Regions from separate parts of the Gossypium arboreum genome. Here region 1 is linked to region 2. A link is a contact called in public Hi-C data. All regions are on one chromosome and are shown on one strand. Each heading gives the region's core, a stretch centred on a gene start, on an enhancer-like site or on the middle of the called end of the contact. The rest is flanking DNA. Distances are from core to core; before and after follow the strand shown. Region 1 holds the start of LOC108457840 (serine carboxypeptidase-like 27). Region 2 holds the start of LOC108458030 (transcription factor GTE6-like).

Evidence for each region. Hi-C and Micro-C count contacts between places; a contact is called where the count stands out from the background.
Region 1: a Hi-C map of leaf shows a contact between it and region 2, with 2.6 times the contacts expected there. The contact joins the promoter of LOC108457840 here to the promoter of LOC108458030 in region 2. A contact is called at or near these places in 2 of 5 Hi-C or Micro-C datasets (both in leaf).

What each region holds. Positions count from the first base shown.
Region 1 is chr4:33,691,697-33,696,635 of ASM2569848v2, reverse strand. It overlaps LOC108457840 (serine carboxypeptidase-like 27), which reads right to left and starts at 3,343. Exons shown (of 9, transcript XM_017757010.2): 1 at 2,140-3,343; 2 at 1,951-2,046; 3 at 1,729-1,821; 4 at 1,535-1,620; 5 at 1,130-1,390; 6 at 271-398; 7 at 1-74. The coding sequence starts at 2,491.
Region 2 is chr4:33,539,311-33,544,300 of ASM2569848v2, reverse strand. It overlaps LOC108458030 (transcription factor GTE6-like), which reads right to left and starts at 1,705. Exons shown (of 9, transcript XM_017757264.2): 1 at 1,500-1,705; 2 at 596-712; 3 at 12-227. The coding sequence starts at 709. LOC108460501 (elongation factor 1-alpha-like) reads right to left here. Exons shown (of 3, transcript XM_017760014.2): 2 at 3,827-4,308; 3 at 2,383-3,723. The coding sequence starts at 4,288. The coding sequence ends at 2,836.

The sequences.
Region 1 (4,939 bases), core at 2,094-4,593, 150 kb before region 2:
CAGCAGCAATTAGTTCTTTGTATATAGGAAGCATAGAGAGAGGAGCATCCGTCCAGTAATTTCCAACGATGTCACTGTAAAACAAAGATTTACAGATTCAGATAAAGTATATATTCGATACAAATATTTTAAATATTCTTGATGTATTCAGAAAGTGATCATATCTGCAATCGACTATCTGAATATGTGTCAAATACAGATGCTTAAAAAAAATGAAATTCAGGATACCAGAAGGAAATTAACTAAGATTCATAAGATCAAATAGCATACCTGCATGTTTGCCATGGATAAGAAAGAGCAGTTACATTTGCATGAAGTGCCTTCTGGACTTCCAGACGATTAAAATACACTTTCGAATATCTCTCGGTGCATGGATCATAAGCTCTTGACATCCAGGGCTGCATTTTAAGAAACAATCCAACCCAAGCTCTATAAAGGGATTTCAAAAGAACAAAATTGGAGAAAAACTTCAATTCAAAACAGTCTGTTTGGGAAATGTGATCATATACGTAAATAGAGAAACTGACTCTTTACTTCTTTCCTGAGTGTTTGTGTTTATCATCTGCGTAAAAACAAACATATCTATATAGAGAAACTTGGAAATAATTGAACATACCTGTATCAGATACATACTCACATTTGATACTAACACTCGAATACCCACATCTGATACTAACACATGAGTTCAAATATCATTGTGCCATGACTGTACAAAGGTTAAATTTGAATACAAGACTCTTTTTTATCTTTGTTCAAATAATCTGAACTTTAACAGGAGAGTACTATGTGGTCCACAACTGTGGTTGCAGAATTTTTGTTAACTAAATGGTGCCTCCTGGACCCTCCACGGCTTTAAAGTTTAGAATTGAAATTCAACAAGTGCATCAAGTTTTACGAAATGAGCCCACAGATTTAATGCCAATTCCCACTAGAAAACTAGTCACATTGAGACACAAGACCGGATGTGAAGATTAAGTTTCAAATTTATCTGATTCTTTTTGTAAAACTATGCAGATTACTGATAAAACAATGGCGAAATGATACAAATATTCATATTTGAGATCAATGGAAAGGCCCCATTATAGTGTTCATAGGAAGAAAAAACAGAACAGATTGATTGAGAACTTACATAATGACCCCTCATGTTATGCCGTAATGTTGAAGTATCTTTGCAAGGTTGAGTGAAGATGCTATATGGATCGATGTTCCCTTGCTCAATTTGAGCAGCTCGAAGAGCATTCATGCATTCCAGAGATGGATGTGTAGAGGATCCCAAGTCACATGCAACTCGTAAACTTCGATAAGTTGAATCAGAAACCAAACCATGAGTCCACCAGTACTCGAATGTGCCAATGAAATCATGGTAGTCATCCGTTACAGCATTTCCAACCTATATATATAATGACAGAACAAAAACACAAGTCATTTGCACAGATTACAACAATTGAAGTTGCAATCACGTCTGGAAATGCATAGGAATCTAGTGTCGGACACAGATGCTTCAAGAAAAACAAAGAATCGGAGACATTCTCACCAAAAATCCCTTAAAATTGATAACAGGATTCTGAACCCCTTTGTTCCTTTCATAAACAAGTTGAGACAATTGAGGAACATAGTGACCTGAAATTATATTAGTCCTTTAGCTTAAACTTCAGGCTTTGTTCATCTATGAACCAAAGTAAAATATTGCAGTAAAAAAGAAAAACAGGTATTGAATAAAAAAATTACCTGCATAACTTTCACCAGCAATGTAGAAATCTCTATGCTTGTATTGTGGAAACCTTTCAAACCAGTTAACCAGAAAAACATATGCATCTTCAGCTGTAAATTCACAACACCAAGTCTCTTACAATCTAAACCATATGAACCAAGTCCCTCAAAAACTTAGGCAAAACTAACTACATCTATGTGACTCGGTCTGAATATGCATTAACATATAAATATAATTACCAGTTCTCTTGTCACCGGTAGTGTATAAATCTGATGTTGTGTTAGTGTATGAAAACCCAACACCAGCTGGAGATTCCAGGAACAGCACATTTGCCACTACATAACAATTCAAACAAGACAATCTTAAGTGAAATTCAGACAGAACCAAAAGGACAAAAGCAAAACATCATTTCATAATAAAAGGCTTACAGTTGTTCCAAGCATAACGATTCAAGTAAAGGGTCTTTCCATCAGGTCTAATTCTAAAAGGACCAATTTCTTCAGCTGCTCCATAAGCAATAGAGGAGCACCCAGGTCCTCCATTGAGCCATAAAACGAGTGGTCTTGACTCGGGTTTACGACTCACTGGTGACTCAATCAACCAGTAAAACAATGCCCTTCCAGCTTGTTGATTCAGTGTCACGTATCCTGAATATTGATTGAATCCAACATTCTTTGGCTGTCCGGGTAACTCAGTGATTTTATCCGAAGTTTGATCCCCAAAACAAGTGGAGAAAATCAGAAGAAGAAAGAAAAAACCAATGGATCTTGACTCACCCATGAATCAGCTAATCAATAAATCAGAAAAATGAGCAAAACCCAGAATCAGAAATCCAAAAACAGGTCTGGGTTTTCAAAGAAGGAAACTTTGGTAAATACTAGAACATAGGGCTTAGTAAAACTGTAAACCAATCAAGAAGTAATATTTCTGGATTTTCAAAGATGGAAACTTTTGGAAATCCTGGAAAAATGGGATTTCAGTAAAAATGTAGAACTTGAACTGAAAAAGAGAAGGATGACAGAATGAGAGTACAAAACAGACAAAAAAACAAAAACAAAACTCCAGTTAGGAACGACCTTAAGCCACAGAGTTGTTCTAAATGAGACGATTAAAGGCCAAATCACTCTAAATTCTAACATAAATAAGAAAAACAAAATACTCAATATTCAGATCCCAAAAGATCCCACTGAAATTCCCAAAGAATGCTACAATGTAGAGAGTGGTTGTGTTGACATCTATAACATTTAATTTTCACAATCTCCAATGATTGTGATTGGTTGTCATGAGGTGTAAAAACAGACATGAAACCAAATAAGCCATGCAATTTTCTTTATTATTGTGCTTTTATGTTCTTGTTTGTCTGTTTTATCAGATTCAAATAAATGCTTTGAATTTTCTTTTTTCTCTTTTCTTTTTTTTTTTCCTTAAACAGGTAAAGCTGCACATGGGCTTGTTCCAAGTTTCGATATTGTGAACTTTGCAATTTTAAAAAAATAATAATAATAACAAATTTGCTTGCTGCTATTAAATTGAAATAAAGGAACAATTTATTAGGTTTAAAAATTTACAAATTGAATCCTGGGAAAAAAATTGCAGGGGAAGAAACTGATCATCATTTTGTTTTTTGCTTTTAAGAATCCAATAAGTACAGCATTTGTACTGAGGTTATAAGCAGCTTTAGAATATTCTAAAGTTCGCAAATGATGGAAATATATCAAGTTATTATTTAATTCAACTTTTTTTTAATTTCTTTTTCTTTCTTTTATAAAAGATACTTGGAAATCTTAAAAAAAAAAAAAAAACTTGGAAATGGTTGTCAATGGTGGCACATGATATTTACACTTACAAGGTAGGAATCCATATTTTTCTCTTTCTACTTTTAAAATTATTTTTGAAACATAATAGTTATTTCATACACCCAGGTCTCTAAATAGGTTCCTTTATAATAAAGAAATATGTTGTTTCATGTGAGTTAATATTATTATTGCAATGGAAACAACGACCCTTTTTTTCCGATTTAAAATTAGAGGAAGAAGTAAATGTTGTGATATTTTTCATTCTTTAAATTCGATATATTTAAAAGTTTAATTCAAACAGATGAGAAAAGATTAAGGTTTTAGAGTTTTTGTCAAGTTTAAATTTAATCCAAATTTAATTTAATTTAAATCTCAGTATATATAACGTTGTAGACTTATTTTAATTTAGATAACAGTATTCTAATTATTATATGATTTTATTTGTAATGTTGATTATTGGAGATAGTATATAATCACACAGGTATCTCCTTAACAAAATAAATAGAGATAGTTTATAAAATTATGAAGTTTTTTTTTTGGAAGTAAAAGTAAATGAAGTTTTAAATTTGAAATACAGATAAACAATTATTAAAACTGGAACAAAATATCGTGCCAATGCGTGTTTGGTTATTTAATGCATTGGTTGTATTGTAAATATTTAAATGTACAACATAGAATTAGTCAAATTTTCATCATTAAAAACAATTGATTTACTTTTTAACAATTACTATTGGACAAATAAGTCTTCAGTTGTGGATTAAATCCGTCTGGTTTCTATATATATTTTTTCAACATTACTATTTTCTTTAAAAGAGAAAACAGTATGGCATTGATAATAACAAATTGTTGGATTGAGATATTTATTTAGTAATGAGCAAAGCAAGTAAACTATGCACATGCATTTAGTGCTTGGAATTAAAGCTTTTGACCAAAAATATCAGTAAAATAAATAATAATAAAAAGGTGGAAAGCTTTTAAGGAAGATGGAGGAAAGTAGATTTAGGATTAATAAACGGGGTTGGCAAAAATTCACTCCCAAACATACTAAAAACACCCTAATAAATAACACACATTTACTATAATTAATAATTAGTTATTAATTAATGTTCTTTTACTTTATTAATTGGTTAGTAATTAACATTTTTCTACTATAATGATTAAGAATTAATTGTCACCTCCCACTTAATTTTTACTTATTTAATTGTTAAACATATTTTTATTATTGTATGATTATTAAATATTATAAGTATTATTATTATTATTATTATTATTCAACATATTTTTTTATTATAGGATTATTGTTAAACATATATATGAATACATAAATACAAAAATATGAGCAAAATGCTAATATATAATAAATTAATATTATTCAACAATAATCCTCTATAGTTATAACAGTGTTTTGAGATTACAAAGTTTCAGTTGTCTA
Region 2 (4,990 bases), core at 456-2,955:
TAAGTGGTTACCTGACGCACTATTGTGCCAAATTGGCGCATAAGCTCTTGCATTCTCTTTGCAGCAGCAGCTTCCCGTCGCGACGCATCTTGTTGCTGCTTTTTAATGCTTGGAACTTGTCTTTCCTTATCTCGTTCCTTTCCCATGGAGCTTCCTTTAGAACTGCTCTGTTGCTTTTTACTTGAACTCAAGTAGAATTGTTCCACTTCATTCACCTTTTGCTCAAGCTAAAAGAAGGAAAAAAAATTAACCAATAGTTCAATTTAAATTGAAAAATCCAGAAACTGAGAATCCATAAGCAGCATGCTTTTTCCTTTTTGAAACTAAAGCACTAAGATCAGCATTGTATTTACAAAATTTATGGAAATAGTCAATAGAAGCTAAAACGGTACCATATTATATGCAATATAAAAGTACATTCACTACCCTATTCATTATATACTTCTATTTTGAAGGTTATACTCCTACATAACAGTTAAACAGATACCAACAAGTGCAATTATACAATTATTTTTAGTAGTCAATCTTTTAATTGTAAACCACTAAATAAACTCAAGAGGAAAGAGATGTCATAAAGTCCTAATTTATCACTTACCTCGTCAACCTTTTGAAAGATTTCATCAACCCGGAATTTGAACTGCTCCGCTTCCGCACTATTATCTTTCGAAATTCCAGCTTCAGCAATTTCAAAATCAGGAATTGATGCCATTACCTGTTCCATCTAACCATAAAATGGAAGAGGAAAAACTAATGAATGCCATGTAACTGTTAGATCATAAGCATATACCAGTAGAAACATATGCAATCATGGAAGTACAATGAGAATACATACAGCAGCAATACCAAAAGGAAACAGGAAAATTTGAGGAAAAACTATACAGGACATATATCACTATAGTTTTGAAGGACAAAAAATTCAAATTTCTTACAATTATCATAGGAAACACCATTTTCGAATTTGTATAGCCTTTAGATAAAAAAGCAAACTTCCCCACAATTTTGCCAATCAAAATTCAAAATTCCCAACATCCCCATAATTCCTAAAATGAAGAAAAACAAGAACCCAAAATTCAAAAAAGCCTAATGCATATCCACCTATTCAAACTCATTCAGTCAAGTCTATAGGTCTTACATTTCAACTTCAATACCCCCACTCCACTAAAAAGAATTAGAAGAAAGATTGATGTTCTTTAAAACAGAAACACTAAACAAGTAAAAAATAACCCCCAAAAAAGGGGGACATTTTAACCCCTTTTTCTCTTTTCTTCTTTTTTTTTTTCCTTTTGGAGGGGGTCAACATAAAGATAAAAAACCAAAGGTTTTCAAGTAAACCCCATTATCAAATCAACCCCAAAAGAGCACAAAAACTAATCAAACTTCCAAAAAAAAAGAATGATTTGAAGACATGAAAGAGAAGAACAAGTGCAAACACATTCAAATACGTATATAAGGTATGGATAAACATAAGAAAACGTAGAAACGTAGAGAGAAAAAGTTACCAGAGAAGAGGGGGGAGTTCAATTGAGAAAATGAAAAACCGCTTATAAAGGAAATGGTAAATGAAAAATGATTGAAGGGAGAGTTTCGCTTTCAAGTTTCAAAGGACTAGTCGGCCGTCGCGTTTCTACTGCTCTGCGTGCGATGCGCGTTCGGCTCTTATGGTTCTTTTGTCTCCACCAGAGGGAAACGATGCCGTTTTCTTTTGTAATCTGTTACATCACAAATATTATGATCTTGTCGTACAATCAATTATTAATGTAAATGTGGTTAAATTGGTAAAACTTCCCTGTACTATTCATAAATTTAGAATTTAGTCCTTATATTTTTGCTTTTGGTAACTTAGTTTCTCTACTCCTTAGATTTCAAACAAAATTCAAGTTCATATTAATTTTAGATTCATTACAATGTCATTTGTTTAGTTATATTACACAAGTGAGTATTTTTATTTCAAAATGTCACTATAACAAATTTAACAAAACAAATTTAACAATATTAATAATTAAACTTGAATTTTAAAATCTTAAAATAAATGGACTAAATTACTGAAATTAAAAAGTACTAAGATTGAATTTTAAATTTGTAAAAAAGTATAAGAAGGTATGACATATTTTGTGTCATTAAATTACATATTTTAAGTCTAATCATTAAACTATTAATAATAAGTTTGTGATTTAATGATACATATCAGTTCAACTCGAAATTAAATAAAAATTTAGAAAAATTTATTATAAGGGTATTTATGTATTTAATAATTTTATAATTTTTAAACCTTTTGGGGAATATAAAATTTCAAATTAAATAATTTAAATTAAAAAATTAAAATGAATGAGTAGTAAAATTAGAATATTTAACATTCAAACCTTTAATATAAAACCAAGAAAATGAGAAGAAAATAATATTTATCTTATATAAGCTCCATCTCCAAAACAAAGAAAATGTGCCAAAATCCAAACCAAAACTCTTAATACCTGTACTTATCAGTCAAGTTTAATCTATCAATTAATATTTATTACACTTTTTTTACTAAATAAATGTGCATTAAAACAAACCAAAGTTTAGATATCAAAATGCTGCGTGTAACAAACATTCAAAGCCAATAAGAGTCCAGGAATCCACCTAAAATCTCCTGTATTTAACATGGACACATTTTAAAGAGTTTGAAACTACACAACGGACTCACCACCGCCTATCAAGAACCCAGTTCTGCGAACAATATCCTCCACAAGACGGTGATGACTTGAAACTATAACTATTTAAACAACTGACTATGATGGACATAACAAAAGTTATATTGTAATGATATAGTTTGGTTGGATCAACTAAAACCCGCACGGTTCACTTGCCACCCTTCTTGGCAGCAGACTTTGTCACCTTGGCTCCAGATGGATCTTTCTTCTCCACGCTCTTGATAACGCCGACAGCAACAGTCTGCCTCATGTCCCTCACAGCAAAACGACCCAGTGGGGGATACTCAGAGAAGGTTTCCACAACCATGGGTTTGGTGGGAACCATCTTAACAAATCCTGCATCACCATTCTTCAAGAACTTGGGTTCCTTCTCAAGCTCCTTACCAGAACGCCTGTCAATCTTGGTCACCAGCTCTGCAAACTTGACTGCAATGTGGGAGGTGTGGCAATCAAGGACAGGTGCATATCCATTTCCAATCTGCCCTGGGTGGTTCATGATGATGACTTGGGAAGTGAAATTAGCTGCCTCCTTGGCAGGATCATCCTTCGAGTTCGAAGCAACATATCCTCGCTTCAGATCCTTCACAGCAACATTCTTGACATTGAAGCCAACATTGTCACCTGGAAGAGCCTCTGGAAGAGACTCATGGTGCATCTCAACAGACTTAACTTCAGTGGTCAATCCAGAGGGACCAAAAGTTACAACCATACCAGGCTTGAGGATACCAGTTTCAACACGACCCACGGGGACAGTTCCAATACCTCCAATCTTGTACACATCCTGAAGTGGAAGACGGAGTGGCTTGTCAGAGGGTCTCTTGGGCTCATTGATCTGGTCAAGAGCCTCGAGAAGAGTTGGACCCTTGTACCAATCAAGGTTGGTGGACCTTTCAATCATGTTGTCACCCTCAAAACCAGAGATGGGGACAAAAGGAATCTTCTCAGGGTTGTAACCAACCTTCTTCAAGTAGGAAGACACTTCCTTCACAATTTCATCATACCTAGCCTTTGAGTATTTGGGGGTTGTGGCATCCATCTGTAAATGAAATAAATAGATATGTCATGCAAAAAAATAATTACTAATTACAAGGAACCAATTAGAAACTACTGAACATAAAAGCCTGAATGCAATGACCTACCTTGTTGCAGCAGCAAATCATTTGCTTGACACCGAGAGTGAAAGCAAGCAGAGCATGCTCACGGGTCTGTCCATCCTTGGAAATACCTGCCTCAAAACCTCCAGTGGTAGAGTCAATGATAAGGACAGCACAGTCGGCCTGGGAGGTACCAGTAATCATGTTCTTGATAAAGTCACGATGTCCAGGGGCATCAATGACAGTGCAGTAGTATTTGGTGGTCTCAAACTTCCACAAGGCAATATCAATGGTAATACCACGTTCACGCTCAGCCTTCAACTTGTCAAGCACCCAAGCATACTTGAATGACCTCTTGTTCATCTCAGCAGCTTCCTTCTCAAACCTTTCAATGACACGCTTGTCAATACCTCCAAGCTTGTAGATCAAGTGACCAGTGGTGGTTGACTTTCCAGAGTCAACATGGCCAATTACGACAATGTTAATGTGAGTCTTTTCCTTACCCATTCTGCAGTATTCCCTTCAAGCTGCACCAACATACATATCAACAAAGTCAAACTAGAATTCTACACATAATGATCAGCCAAAAAGAGCAACAAGAAAAACAATGAACATATTGAACCCAGTGCAGATTTACCCCCGTCCCCAATAGTTACTTGAGCTTCACCACGGGCTTAAAGTTGTGGAAAAGTCATAAAAAATTAACATCTGATCCAATACCATAGTTCCATATAAAATCAAAATTATGTTTGCTATTTCATCCAAAGGCCCTTTCTACTTCATGCTTTCAAAGCAAAAAAGAAGCAGCAGCCAATAAAATAATTAAGAATATCCAAAGTGAAAGTTAGTACTAAAAGCAACAAAGGGATGTAAGAACAACCGATAACAATACCTACAACTTTTAAAGAAAGAATAATTTTAACAAATTTTTAAATCCAAAAAAGCCAAAAACGAAAACTGGATAATAGACTAATTCCAAACAATAAAATCATATCAAACCTACCAAACAAATATGTAGAAATTTTCTAGTCTCATAATTAGAAAAAGAAGTGATTGAAACATAGAATAATTCACAAATCACAACAAAATCATAAACAATATTCACAAATTAAAATTTGAAATTGACTTAATTAAAAATCATAATTCATTCATATAAAAACAACATACCCCGATCCTAAAAACAACAATTTTCATTAAAAAAAAAAAAGC